Linked DNA regions of Cricetulus griseus: region 1 is linked to region 2. Evidence: chromatin contacts called from public Hi-C data. All regions are on one chromosome and are shown on one strand. The core of a region is the stretch at or near the end of the contact, and the rest is flanking DNA. Distances in the headings are between cores, read along the strand shown. Region 1 has its middle 100 kb from the start of Eya4. Region 2 has its middle 17 kb from the start of Tbpl1.

Region 1 (6,484 bases), core at 1,590-4,089, 270 kb before region 2:
ATGTGGATTGTGTGCGCGCGCGCACTTGCGCGCCCACACGTGTGCTCGTGCAAATTAGGACTGCCTCCAAAATCTGTGAGCATTTCTCAGATGTTCACATTATGAATAATGTTATCATTTGTCCACCCGTGTATAATTGTTTCACTGAGGTGTGAGGGAGCCTAGAAGCTTTGTTCCGGAGAGCTGCCCCCGCAGAGTACATCATGCTTGATCATGGGGTGGGGCGTGTGCCACCAGGGAAGGTTTTCTCTAGATCAGCTTCCACTGAAGTTCAATTCTCCCTTGAGCCAAGCTTGGATGCGCTTACATCCAGTAGCATAGAATTAAATAGGATTCACGATAAGTGAAACTCAAAGAGCAACAGAAGTGAGCAAGTAAGCCTTACCAAACAGCTCCGGGCTTGGGGACTTGAATCAGTGCTAGAAGGTTTCACCAGTTTCACAAGGGCCTGGGTTGAACCCCAGATACTGAGACAGTGAAAACATGCGATATATAAGACTTTAGTGAAAGTCTAACTTTCTCTGATACCCCAGCACTGATAAAGAAAGCTGGATCTCTGTATTACTGACTTTATTTTTATTCTAATCTTCCTGAAACCTTATCAGAAAAATAATGGACCCTTGTGTCCATAAAACCACCCTGAAAGACAAGCTAAAATCAGTCATTCTGATTTTATATAACATGTTCTATAAAGCTAATGCAATATCCAGAAATTATTCTATGTATTGCAAAACACAATTGACTCAAAACATACAAGTGGTTAGGGGGATTTTGTAGAGACTTCTCAAGTCTCAAAAGATTTAAAGTAATATTAGAACATTTGAAAATTTTGGAAAATAATTTATTGAATTGAAATGCTTGTTACTGGTTGTCACTAGCATTAGCAAAATTTGGAGAATCAAATACGTCAAATCTGTAGGAAAAAAAAAACCCTGTGATTTGAAAATAACACAATCATAAATCCTATAGACAAAGCCATAAATGTTATACTCAGGAAATCTCACACCAATATATAATACCCTGCAAGCTAAGTTAATCAGAATTACTACTTCAGAAGATAACTGCGTTTAGGATGGTATGGTAGAAACTAGATTTTAATTTTCAGAGGACTAGAGGGTTGCTTAACTTCTATTAAAGTACACTTTTCTTGATTATCATCCAACTTTCCTGAATTTCATTTTCCTCATCTGAACCAACAATTTTTAAGAAGGGCAAAGATTATTAGGTAATAGATATTACAATGTATTCACCCTCATTACCAAAACAGTGTAAGTATAACACATAAGGAAACTGAAATTACTTAGACACCAATGAACTATCTAATTTTAATGAGGACATCATGAAACTAGAATGATTGTGTACTGGTCATTTTGAAAAATATTGGAATCATTTTTCAAACAGTTTACAGAGGAATTTAATAGATTATACTTCATTCATCAAAGATTAAAATTTTAAAAAAGGAATTAGCATCTCCAGTTAAAGAATTCCTGGGCTAGAATTACAAAGGCTAGCCGGTAGTGACAAACCACCTGGCCCTCTCACTGCTTGCACTCAGACACTATTTTTAATTGAAAACAAACAGATACATATGTGTACGTGCATGACTATATATGTGCACTTCCTGAACACCAAAATGAAAGGCAACAATAAAACTTTAATTCAATATTCTACAAAACTACATAAAGCAACTGTTTTTTTTTTTTTTTTTAAAAAAGTGTGTGAAACAGTTTTGGGGGAAATAAAAAGAAATAGGTAGTGTGTCATGCCCTCAAGAAGGCTATGTATAGGGAATGAAAGAATAAAATTGACTTAGTATTTTATGTCATGATTTCCATTATTTTTCACAGAGTTCATATAATAATTTGAAATCTTTAATAAGTGGGAAAATATCTTTTTCCTAACAAGTTGTGTAAGGTTTTCTGGGCCTTCCCCACACAATTCTGAAAAACCCTGCATAGTTAATTCAAAATATGCAAACAGTTGGAGAAATTCCAATTTGGAAATAAAGACCTCTTGAGTCTCAAAATAATTTAAAATAGTTGTTTCCCAAATTAGGTTTCATAAACATTCTGAATGACTTTTTAAACTGAAATTTAATTATTTGGGGACATTTTTTAGCATTAAATCTCTTTTGCTATTCACTAAGCACATTACACATTCTTTTGGTTTCATATTTTCCTATTGTATCTCTAATTCATATTACCAATATCTGGAGTCTCGGGGTTGGAAATGTCAAGAAAACAGATGTAGGACTACATTGGAACTGGTAAAAATGGCTTGTAAATAAAAGGCGTTGTTACTCTCCTCAATGGTTCTTGGAATCATCTCTTTTCCCCTTATTTATACTAGGATTAGTTTAATAAGATATTTCACTTGGAGGAAAAAAATTCTTCCGTTTCTTCTCTCTGTGAACCAAAAAGATTGACTTCCCTGAAGAATGTGAAGACACAGTTAGTTTATTGTGTTTAAAAGAGACTTAGGGAGGAGCTGATAAAGCGGCCTTACATCATGAGAACAGTGTTGAAATCCAGAATGATCCACCCCGGCTACACAAAGAGACAGACAGTTCTCCGGCCCGACAGAGTATCTGCCATTAGAAGGAAGGAGTGAGCAAGGTGGGGGCCACAGCGGCCCCGACATTCTGGGTTTGAGAAAGGAAAATGGATTTCGGTTCAGAGCCGATCCCAGTTCTGCTTTCTGTCTTTTCTACCTCGTGTACTTGTTTTGCTCCTATGAGAACAGCAATAGAGAGTCCCCTTTCATAACAAACAGCAATAAACCTTGGTCCAGGTTACCAAGGAAATGAGAGCTGCGATGCTGTGTCCTACTTGGCTGTGGAGTCTGGGAAAGAGCCCACAGGGCTGACTGGAGACAGGAGCAGCCTGGGACTGTCTAGAGTTAGGACAGTCTCTCTTCTGCTTCAGCCCTGTGTGCTTATGGCAGTCAGGTCCAATGTGAGATGAAACATGCCAACTCTGTCTTTTCTCTCAGTGTCTCAGCCCATGTTTTATTATTTTTTCACATTAAAATACACAAAGCTAGCTTATATATTTATCAGTAAAAGGCACAGACCCCAAATTCAAGTATTATTCTCTTAACTGTTTAATTTCTTAAACTTGTTCTGTTTTCTGTAGTAAAAGAATTTAAGTTTGCACTTATTGTCCTGGAGTGTGACTTTCTCTAACTCGCCCCCTTTTAGTAAACAGTAGAAGGAAAAGTATTTGAAAGAGTGGGTAGTGTCAGTGAACAATGAAGGGTGCTTTCTGCATCTGAGATTGGTATTTATATTTCACTTTTTAAGTATGTTGACATTAAAACTGTTTCTTTCCTATATATGAGTGGACACCATCCAATTTAAATAAGAAAAATTTACTGTTAGAATTAAAGACTTCATTACATACCTGTACTTCATCAAACCTTTTCTTTTTCCAAAGATACTCACTCTCTCTCCCTCTGTGGTCTATCATTATCAACTCTTTTTATGCACTGTCGCTGATTAGAAACATTTGTACCCTTATGATTCACACAGTAAGGGGGAAAAAAAATCAAAGAACCGAGTGGTATTATCTAATTGGAAGGCAGAGAAAGAAGCCTAAGGATCAACATCAAGGCCTCTCTGGGTTACAGGGTTAAGTTCAAGCTTCATGGCACCTTAGTAAGTCCATTTAAAAAAAAAAAAAGCAAAACCAAAAACATTAAGTAATAAGAGGGCTGGACATGTAAGGTGTAGAGTATTTATTTGCCTAGCTTGTGTGAGGCCCTGAGTTTAGTCCTTCATTCGGGTGGGGTGGGGAGATAAGGAAAATCAATGAAATAAAAGTTTCTTCAAAAGATCGATAAAATTGGCAAACTTTTCCCAGTGTCACAAAGAAAAAGGACAATACTTTCCAAAAAATTAAGAATCAAATTCTGCAATACTCATGAATCACTGCCTTGTTCAGCCATCTTCAGACAAGCTTCCTCCTACAGCAGATGGGAACAAGTACAGAGATAGACAGTCAGACATTAAACAAAGAATGAGAGACCTTGAAACACTCAGCCCTAAATGGGATGTCTCCATCAAATCCCTCCCCTCAGAGCTCAGGGAACCTCACAGAAGAGGAGGCAGAGAGAGGCACTGGAAGACACCAAGAAAGCAAGGCCCTCTAAATCAACATAAACAAGAAAAAAAATAACAAACTCTCAGAGACTGTGGTAGCATGCATGGGACCTGCACATATTTGTTCTCTGCATATATATTATGACTTCCAATTTAGTGTTTTTATGATATTCCTGAATGTGGAAATGGTAGGTTTCTGATTCTTGTCTCTTCTCCTGGGGCTCTTCTCCTTCTGTTGGTTTGTCCTTTCCAACTTTGATAGGATAGTTTTTGGTTTATCTTATAAGAGAAAGAAAGAAAAAAAAGGATCAAATATGTTCTCCCTACAAAGCTTGCACATGAAGAGCATGGGCAGGGAAGGAAGGGCATGCATAGTGCTGTGAGCACAGATGCAACACTTTAGAAGGGAATGACTCTTTAGAACTTGAAAACAACACATAGATTACCTAAGTCAAATGGGTTCCATAACTTTTAAGTTCATTCAACTCATAATTTTAACTGTTAAAAAAGAAATCTTCCCATCTCTGTAATATTACCCAGGGATTCTACAAAACGTTGGGGAAAAACACCCCAGTTCCACACAGTCTTTGCCAAGTGAAGAAGAAACACACACTCACAAAAATTAAGATAGACAAATGATGAAGCACTTGGAAAGCACAAAACTCAGGCTAGTGTTTACTCAGCTACAGCAAAAAAAAAATGCCTCCCCTATGAGTCATTTCTTTTTATTATAGTTAAATATGAATTAGTTGGTGTTTTTTCATTCAGGAACTTTATTGCTTTATGTTAGTCATAATACTTTGCTATGTATTTTTAGATTCAGGGTAACTTGTAAAGTATTAACTCACAAGTGCTTACAAATTGGTAGCTTGGTGTGGATGGAGGGCTATCAGGCTGGAGGCTTCTGTAAAAACTCAAAGGATGAAGAACTTCTACTCCAGAAGGTGAGGTAAGTGTGATTCTCTCTATTTCCCCTCCAACATTAGAATAATGTTAATATTCTGGAAATGGAAGACAGATGAGCAACAGATTTTAGGGAGCCAGTGGGGAAGTATTGGGCATGCTTACAAAAGGACAGCCTGACAAACTCCCATGGTGACTGATTTTTTGTAATAGTTCTATCTATATCTTCATTTCTCCCTCATTTCTGAAGGACAGTTTGGCTGGATATAGAATAGTGGTTGGCAGGTGTATTTCTTCCATTTTCTGAACTTTAGCACATTATACATAGGTATATAGACCTCCTGCTTCATGGTCCCCAAAGACTCTAATGGAAGCTCTGCTCAGGATGTGCTGTGTCTGTGACATGTTCCTTCTGTCTTCCTATTTCCAGAGATCCTCTGTCTTTGTGTCGTGAAAGTTTGATTTCAAGGTGTCCACTTCATCCTCTTTTCTCTTACATTCCTTGAGGTTTGATAAACTTTGTGGGTTGTATTCATGCTTTTCATCAAAATTTGAAAACTCAACCATAACTCAGATAGATTCTCTAGCCACCCATTCTTTCTTCTCTGGGCCTCCTCCCGTAGGAACTGGATTCATGGGACACTCTTCCACTGGTCCCTGAGATTCTGTTCACTTTTCTTTAGTCGTTCATGTTTTCTGTTCCCTGGTCACAGTAATTTCCATTGAGTTATCCTCAATTCACCAATGTCTTTTCTATCTGCTCATACTTTTCCTTGAATCACTTTTTGGGGTAAAGACCCTTCTACAGTGACCATCGTAGGCTGACATAGTATTATCTTTCCTTCCCAAACCACTGTTAAGTCTTTAGTATCTTGATTTTGCAGTTTCATTATGTTTACACATATATAGGTAGTCAGGGGTCTGAAAAAAAGTTTCTTTATAGGAAAAATCATTCTAAGGAAAGAATAGAATTAAGCTGGATAATGAAGGCTGGTATTCATATTTGTTGACTCGCATTCTTTTCTCAACCCTAGACTTCTAAAAAAGGTCTTGAGCCAGAAGATCCAAAGAGTTTTTCAATCCTGGTCTTAACATCTCTTTAAGCCACAGGCTTCACCATCTAGGAATCTGTGTTTTTAAAGTATCAGGAACCATAATATAACAGATCCACATCTCTAGAATAAACTCTGCTTGTTCACTATGCATTATCCTTTTGGATATTTGAATATTATCGCACTTAGTTTATAGCATTTTGTACATTTAACTTTTTTATTATGTTTATAATTGTATTTAAGTGATCTCCTATTTCATGATGCCTAATATCATAATGAAAAAAATCTTTTCGACCTCTCTTCATTTTAAGATATTTGTGAGCCATAATCATCTCCAAAACATTGTTTTCTGCAATGCAAAGCAAGGGAAAGAAGTTTGCTGGAACCTGGTGAAGCCTAGAAATAGACCCAGATCCACCAACATCTAGAG
Region 2 (6,212 bases), core at 2,064-4,563:
GATTTCTCTGGACGTGTCAGTCGCCATCACCGCCATCATCAAAGAATTTCAAGAGAACACCACCAAATATATATATATATATAGTATATATATATATATATATATATATATACATTGATCGAGGTTTTCTCTAACAGAGGTATTTGCCTGTATCACATCCCTGGTATCATAATTAATATGATATTTTGTAAGCAGTATATGAGTAGTAGCTATAATTCTGTGGGGAAAACGAGGTCCAAAGACATCCAACTAGTGATGATGCACCTGACCAGTGAATCTTGGAGCCACATGAATAGAAAACCAGCACTCCATTCAACAAACTCAGGCTTGATTTCTCATACAGACAGAGAAATTTGGAGATGTGTTAAGTTCCAGGTACCTCCACTAAGGTACTGGGTGACTATTACGTGTTAAATAACGCATTTCCTGTAAATGCCTTTAAAAACGCAGGGGAGCTGTTTTTCATCATGCAATTTGATAGTTTCATTGTGGGCACACGGACTCTAGCTGTACACATGTCTCTACTGTTCCTGGGTGACTCTATCAGCCCAATAGTTATGGAGCTCTGGGCGAGAGCTAGGCAAGGCCTAATTGCCATGTGTATCCTTTGAGTCAGTCCTTGCCAAAACCTAGGTATTACGATTTCGTGTTCAGGATGAGAAACTGAAGGCTGGAGAGGTTAAATAGCATGCCCAAGATGACGACCTGAGTGGTAGCACTAGGTTATGAATTCAAATATGTCAGGGGCCAGGGCTTACTTAACTTCTTGATCATGCTTCGTGACCGGAGCTCCTCCAGTAACCCTTTCTTCCTCCTCTATAGTACCGGTTTTCTTGTTTTCAACTACTCTAGCTTTATAGTTTAAAAGTCTAAAATGAGGAGCATCTATTTTCCAGCTGTGTTTAGTCACTGAGGTGTTGACATCCTCAGGGGATGCTATGCTGTGGAGCAGAGACCTTTCCATTACCAGAGAGCAGCCATCGGTATGGTACCCTAACCCTCTACCCCTCTTTGCAAATTCCAGTGAACATGGGTGAACATGCATGTATACGCTGCGACTGTACATTAGCCTGGGACGGAAATACCAACAAGTACCACTTGGGCAGGCTGAGTTTTCCATTGTGCGCTTCTTACCCTGCCTCAGCTTGCTAGAATCATTACACACTCAGGATGCACCTCTATGAAATGGGGTTTTCAAACCTCCACTTTGTACTTAACAACAACAACAAAAAAGCCAGATGTGACAATGCACACTTGTGATCCTAGCTCTCTGGAGGCTAAGGCAGCTCCCGAGTCTAAGAACAACCTGGGCTGCATAGGGAGACTATATCTCAAAACATAAAACTAAAAGGAAGTAGACCTCAGTCCACAGTTCTGCTGCCCTGAAACTAGAGCGGAAATCGCACCACTCTGGAAGGCAAGGTCTGTGTCAGCATTTAGTACTTGAAGACTTGCTTCACTCACTGGTGAGAGTATTTTGCGTTTTGCAGTTCTAAGAGCCTGGTACCAATTACAAATAATTTGCAAATTGCCATTACTATTCATGGACGCTCACCTTTACTAACTTTCCTGTTTCTCATACTTCTCCGTGTAAAGCCCTCCTCTGTTCGCGTTTCCCACCACACGGGGGCAGCCTTGTTCCTCGAGCCATGCTTGTCCGCCGCCGCAGGGCTCGGTCCCGTTAAGGAGTTTGCATGTTTGAGAAGAAGGGAAAAGCTGTCTGTCGAAGACCAACATTCCGGAAGAAGCCACGTGAGCTCATTGACCTCTCTAAAGTCCCTTCTCGTCCTAGCCAGCGATTACGAAGCAGAAGTGACATGGAACCTGGGCCGCCTAAACTTAAACTCTCCTGGCACACTCCAGAGGAATGAGGCTCGACAGGGAGGGCTGGGCAAGAGCCTGAGGCTGATCCCAGCATTTTCCAGAGGGAAGCAGCTCAAAGCAAACTTTTGTGAGAGTCCAAGGGTCTCCAAGACAAGAAGAGCAGAAGTTAAAAATGAACTAGAACACACGAACAAAAGCCATGTCCACACCATGAGCGATGGCTTCCAGCTGAGAGGCAGCGAGGCCGAATCAGCGCCTCATGGAAGCAACTTTAACTTCTTGGAGGGGAAATGCAAAAGCACACCCATCCGATCAAGGCATAGTTTCAATTATTAATACGATTATATTGTAACTGAATAATACTGACGGAGAAGTTGCAGTCTAAATTTTGTTTTAAAAGAAAGGGGAGAGAAAAGGTGGATTTTTAAAGGCAGTTTTTTTTTTAAGACAAATTTACTTTTATTTAGTATGGGAACTTTGCCTGCATGTTTGTATGTGCACCAGGTGAGTGCAGTGCTCGTGGAGGTCAGAAGAAGGTGCTGGGTCCCCTAGAACTGGGGTTACAGGTTGTGAGCCGCTCTGTGGGTGTGAGAACTGAGCCTGGTCCTCGGTAAGAGCAGCCAGCATGCTTCGCTGCTGAGCATCCCCAGCCCCAAAGGCAGCTTTCTTTTGTCTTTTGTCTTCTGCAAACTTGCTTAGGACATATTCTCATTTACTCTGCATACATATTTGGTCCATCTGAGGTACAATTATTTTCTTTTTGTCAACCTTTTTTAAAGATTTATTTATTTTATGTATATGAGTGTTCTATCGACTTTATGCCAGAAGAGGGCAGCAGATCCCATTATAGATAGATGGTCATGAGCCACTATGTGGTTACTGGGAATTGAACTCAGGACCTCTCTGGAAAAGCAGCCAGTGCTCTTAACCGCTGAACCATTTTCCCAGGCCCAGGTACATGTATTTTTAAATAAGACAGGTGACGTCATATTTGGACAGTACCCCCCATCAAAGGAAGGCACATTTTCCCTGCACAACTTTCCTGGTAACTGATTATGGTTGTTTGAAAGAAAACGACCTGCAAAGGGAATGGCACTATTAGGAGGTGTGGCCTTGCTGGTGGAAGTGTGTCACTGCGGGGGCCAGCTCTGGGGGCTTTTTTCTCAATCTTCACTCAGTATGACAGTCAGTTGACTTCCTGCTGCCCTCTGGTCAAGACGTAGCCAGTACCACATCTGCCTGCACACCGCCGTGCTCCCCACATGGTGATAATGGACTGAGCCTCTGAACGTGAGCCACCACCTCAATTAAATATTCTCTTTGTAAGAGCTGCCATGGACATGGTGTCTCTTCACACACACACACACACAAAAAAAAAAAAAAAAAAAAAAAAAAAAAAAAAAACCTGAAGTCAATATTTGTTTAGAGAGAAGCTAACGGTGTTTCTGGGCACCAGCTATGAGTCATACAAAACCATTTTCAATCCTGGTCAGCAAGAGCCACTTCCTCATTCTCGTAGAGAGAGAGCGCGACACAGAGGTCAGTTGTCATTGAAATGTGAAAGTAAAGTGCTGAGCAGAATTTCTGGCACAAAGTCTATCGCAAGTGGAAGATATTACCACCAAGAATTCAATCCTTCACTAGCGTTTTATCAGTTTTCATGAATTTTTAAAAGTAGTATTTTATGCATGGGTGTTTGGGCCTGCATGTGTATGTACCACATGCATGCAGCCCCTGCAGAAGCCTGGAGAGGGCGCCATATACAGGGAACTGGAGTTAGAGCTAGTTGTGAGGAGCCACGTGGGTGCTGGGAACAGAACCCCGGACCTCCAGAAGAGCAGCCAGTACCCTTACCCTCTGGGTTATTTCTCAAGCCTCTTCATGGATATTTTTAATTGATATTATCATGTTTTTCCAGATAATACTATCATGTGCAAAACAAAAACCCTCACTTCATTCTGCCTTTATTGCTTGTGTTCTTATCTCTCTGAGTTAGCTAAAACTTCTAAGAGAAATGTGAGAAAAGAATGGGATCCCTGTGTAAATAAATACTCCGTTAGTGCAGGCTTTGCGATGATGCAAATACTGAAATACTGAAGTCATCAGAGCTGACTTCTACCTCATTCCCTCTGCACCCAATGGAGGTAAACTCTTGCCTGAATTTCATGTTTTCATATGTTTAGATTTTTTTAATTTTAATTTTTAACACGCATGCTTGCACATTCAATGCTCGTGTAAATGTGGAGGCCAGAGGCCAAGGTCAGGTGCCTCCCTCCCTCCCTCCCTCTCCACCCTTTCCTTTACAATTACATTCTGGTCATTTATTTTGTGTGTGTATGTGTGTATGGCTGAGCATGCACAACCGAGTGAACACGGAGGTCAGAGGACAACTGGCAGGAAGGGCTTCTCTCCTTCTACCATATGGGTCCCAAGGTCTGACTTCTCCCTGAAAGTAATCTTAGCAGTCCTGCTTTTTACCTCGTATTTTTTTATTGATTGTGGTTGTTGTGTGCGCAAGTGCATGAGTGTATGCATTTGTGAGGAGCATGTGGAACTCAGAGGACAACTTTACAGGTTCTCGCCTTCAATCTCACCCTGAATCGGATTCTGTGCAGCATACTCCAGCCTAACTGGCCTTTTCTGTCTCTGCCTCCCATTTCCCCACAGGAGTGCTGGGATTACAGATGGACAACAATGCATCTGGCTCTTTTTCTGTGCATTCTGGGTATCTGTGTCAGGCTGCCAGGCTTTTGAGGCAAGCTCTCTTACCCACTGAGCCATCTCGAGGCTCTGACCTTATTTTGAGACTCTCTTGAGAAACATTGAGTTCACTGACTCAGCGAGACTGGCTGCCTATGCTGTGGAACTAGTCACTTGCATGTATGTTTACTACAACCGGTCCACTGTGTGTGGGTATTATATGTAGGGGTAGTTTAATCTCAGTTTGTAGTTCCTCACTTCTTAACTGTCACAGCCTGTATTGCCCCTGTCACCTCCAGCAGAGGCAGCAAAGCCAAAATCTGAATCTTGTAGATTCTCAGAAAAGTGACTTATCTTTGGAAATCTGCTTTTACCACACAGTTTTGAGAGCAGGAGCACAGCACGGCAAGGCAGCAAGGTATGAAGTCTATCTGCACAGTGTTTGAGGATCCAGCTACACGTCACAGGCTCTGAAAAGCTGTTAAAGACATGCACGCTTCAGAGTCCTATACTACAACTTTGTTGAATGGTGCCATCTGGATGTTCCCATGTGACCCTCAGACCTCATCCCGACCACCACCCAGAGACACATCCTGCAATCTGACCATCATATGCTGCTGGTGTGAGGTGGCATTTTGGGAAACAAATAGGACCAATGGCCTTATAAAGAGTTCCCAGGGCCTGGGAGATGGCTCAGAGGCTAAAAGGCTTGTTGTACAAACATAGATGCCCAGTATCATATAAAATGACTGGTATGCAGCTAACAATCTAAGCAACAGAGAAGAGGCTACGTTAAATGCCCTCCCCTGATAATGAGATTGATGACTGACTTATATGCCATCCTAGAGCCTTCATCCAGCAGCTGATGGAAGTAGAAGCAGACACCCACAATTAATTACTGAACTGAACTGGAATCCAGTTGCAGAGAAGGACGAGTGGTGAGCAAAGGGGTCCAGAGCAGGCTGGTGAAACCCACAGAAACAGCTGACCAGAACAATGGGGAGCTCTTGGCCCCCAGATTGACAGCTGGGAAACCAGCATGGGACTGATCCAGACCCCAGGAACATGGGTGTCAGTGAGGAGACCTTGGAAATCTACAGGACCTCCTGTAGTAGTTCAGTACTTATCCCTAGCATAGGTGTGGACTTTGGGAGCCCATTTCACATTGAGGAATACTCCCTGAGCCAAGACACACGGGGGTGGGCCTAGGCCCTATCCTAAAGGATATGACAGACTCTGAAGACCCCCTATGGAAGGCCTCACCCCCTCCCCCTCCGGGGAGCAGAAAGGTAGGGTTTTAGTTGGGGGAGTGGGAGGGGAGGAGGGGAGGGAGAGGGAACTGGGATTGGCATGTAAAACAATCTTGTTTCTGATTCAAATAAAATAATGGAGAAAGAAAAAAATGACTGGTATGACAGCAATCACCAGTCACACCAGCACTGGGGGTGTGGAGACAATCTCCTCCTGAGAGCTTGTTGGCTGTCAAGACAGCTAGACGGCCCAGCCTAAGTGGGGAATTCCAGGTTCAGTAAGAGACTGTCTCAAAAAACAAAATTACACTAGAGAAGATTACATAGATGCAGAGACACACTACTTCACTAGGTAGCTAAATTCAATCACCTAAAAGAGGTCATTTTATCCACTGCCCGATTTAATATAATTCCAGTTCGGATCCCAATGAGACTTTT

The links. Hi-C and Micro-C count contacts between places; a contact is called where the count stands out from the background.
Region 1: a Hi-C map of liver shows a contact between it and region 2, with 5 times the contacts expected there. The contact joins two enhancer-like sites. A contact is called at or near these places in 5 of 8 Hi-C or Micro-C datasets (the CHK-Q cell line, the CHO-K1 cell line, fibroblasts and 1 more).

The regions. Positions count from the first base shown.
Region 1 is chr2:242,375,801-242,382,284 of CriGri-PICRH-1.0, reverse strand. No RefSeq gene overlaps it. Among named protein-coding and RNA genes, the nearest start is that of Eya4, 100 kb to the left of the region's middle. Within about 2 kb of position 2,839, at least 1 of the 6 cell types and tissues checked has open chromatin away from gene starts, as enhancers often do.
Region 2 is chr2:242,108,177-242,114,388 of CriGri-PICRH-1.0, reverse strand. No RefSeq gene overlaps it. Among named protein-coding and RNA genes, the nearest start is that of Tbpl1, 17 kb to the right of the region's middle. Within about 2 kb of position 3,313, at least 2 of the 6 cell types and tissues checked have open chromatin away from gene starts, as enhancers often do.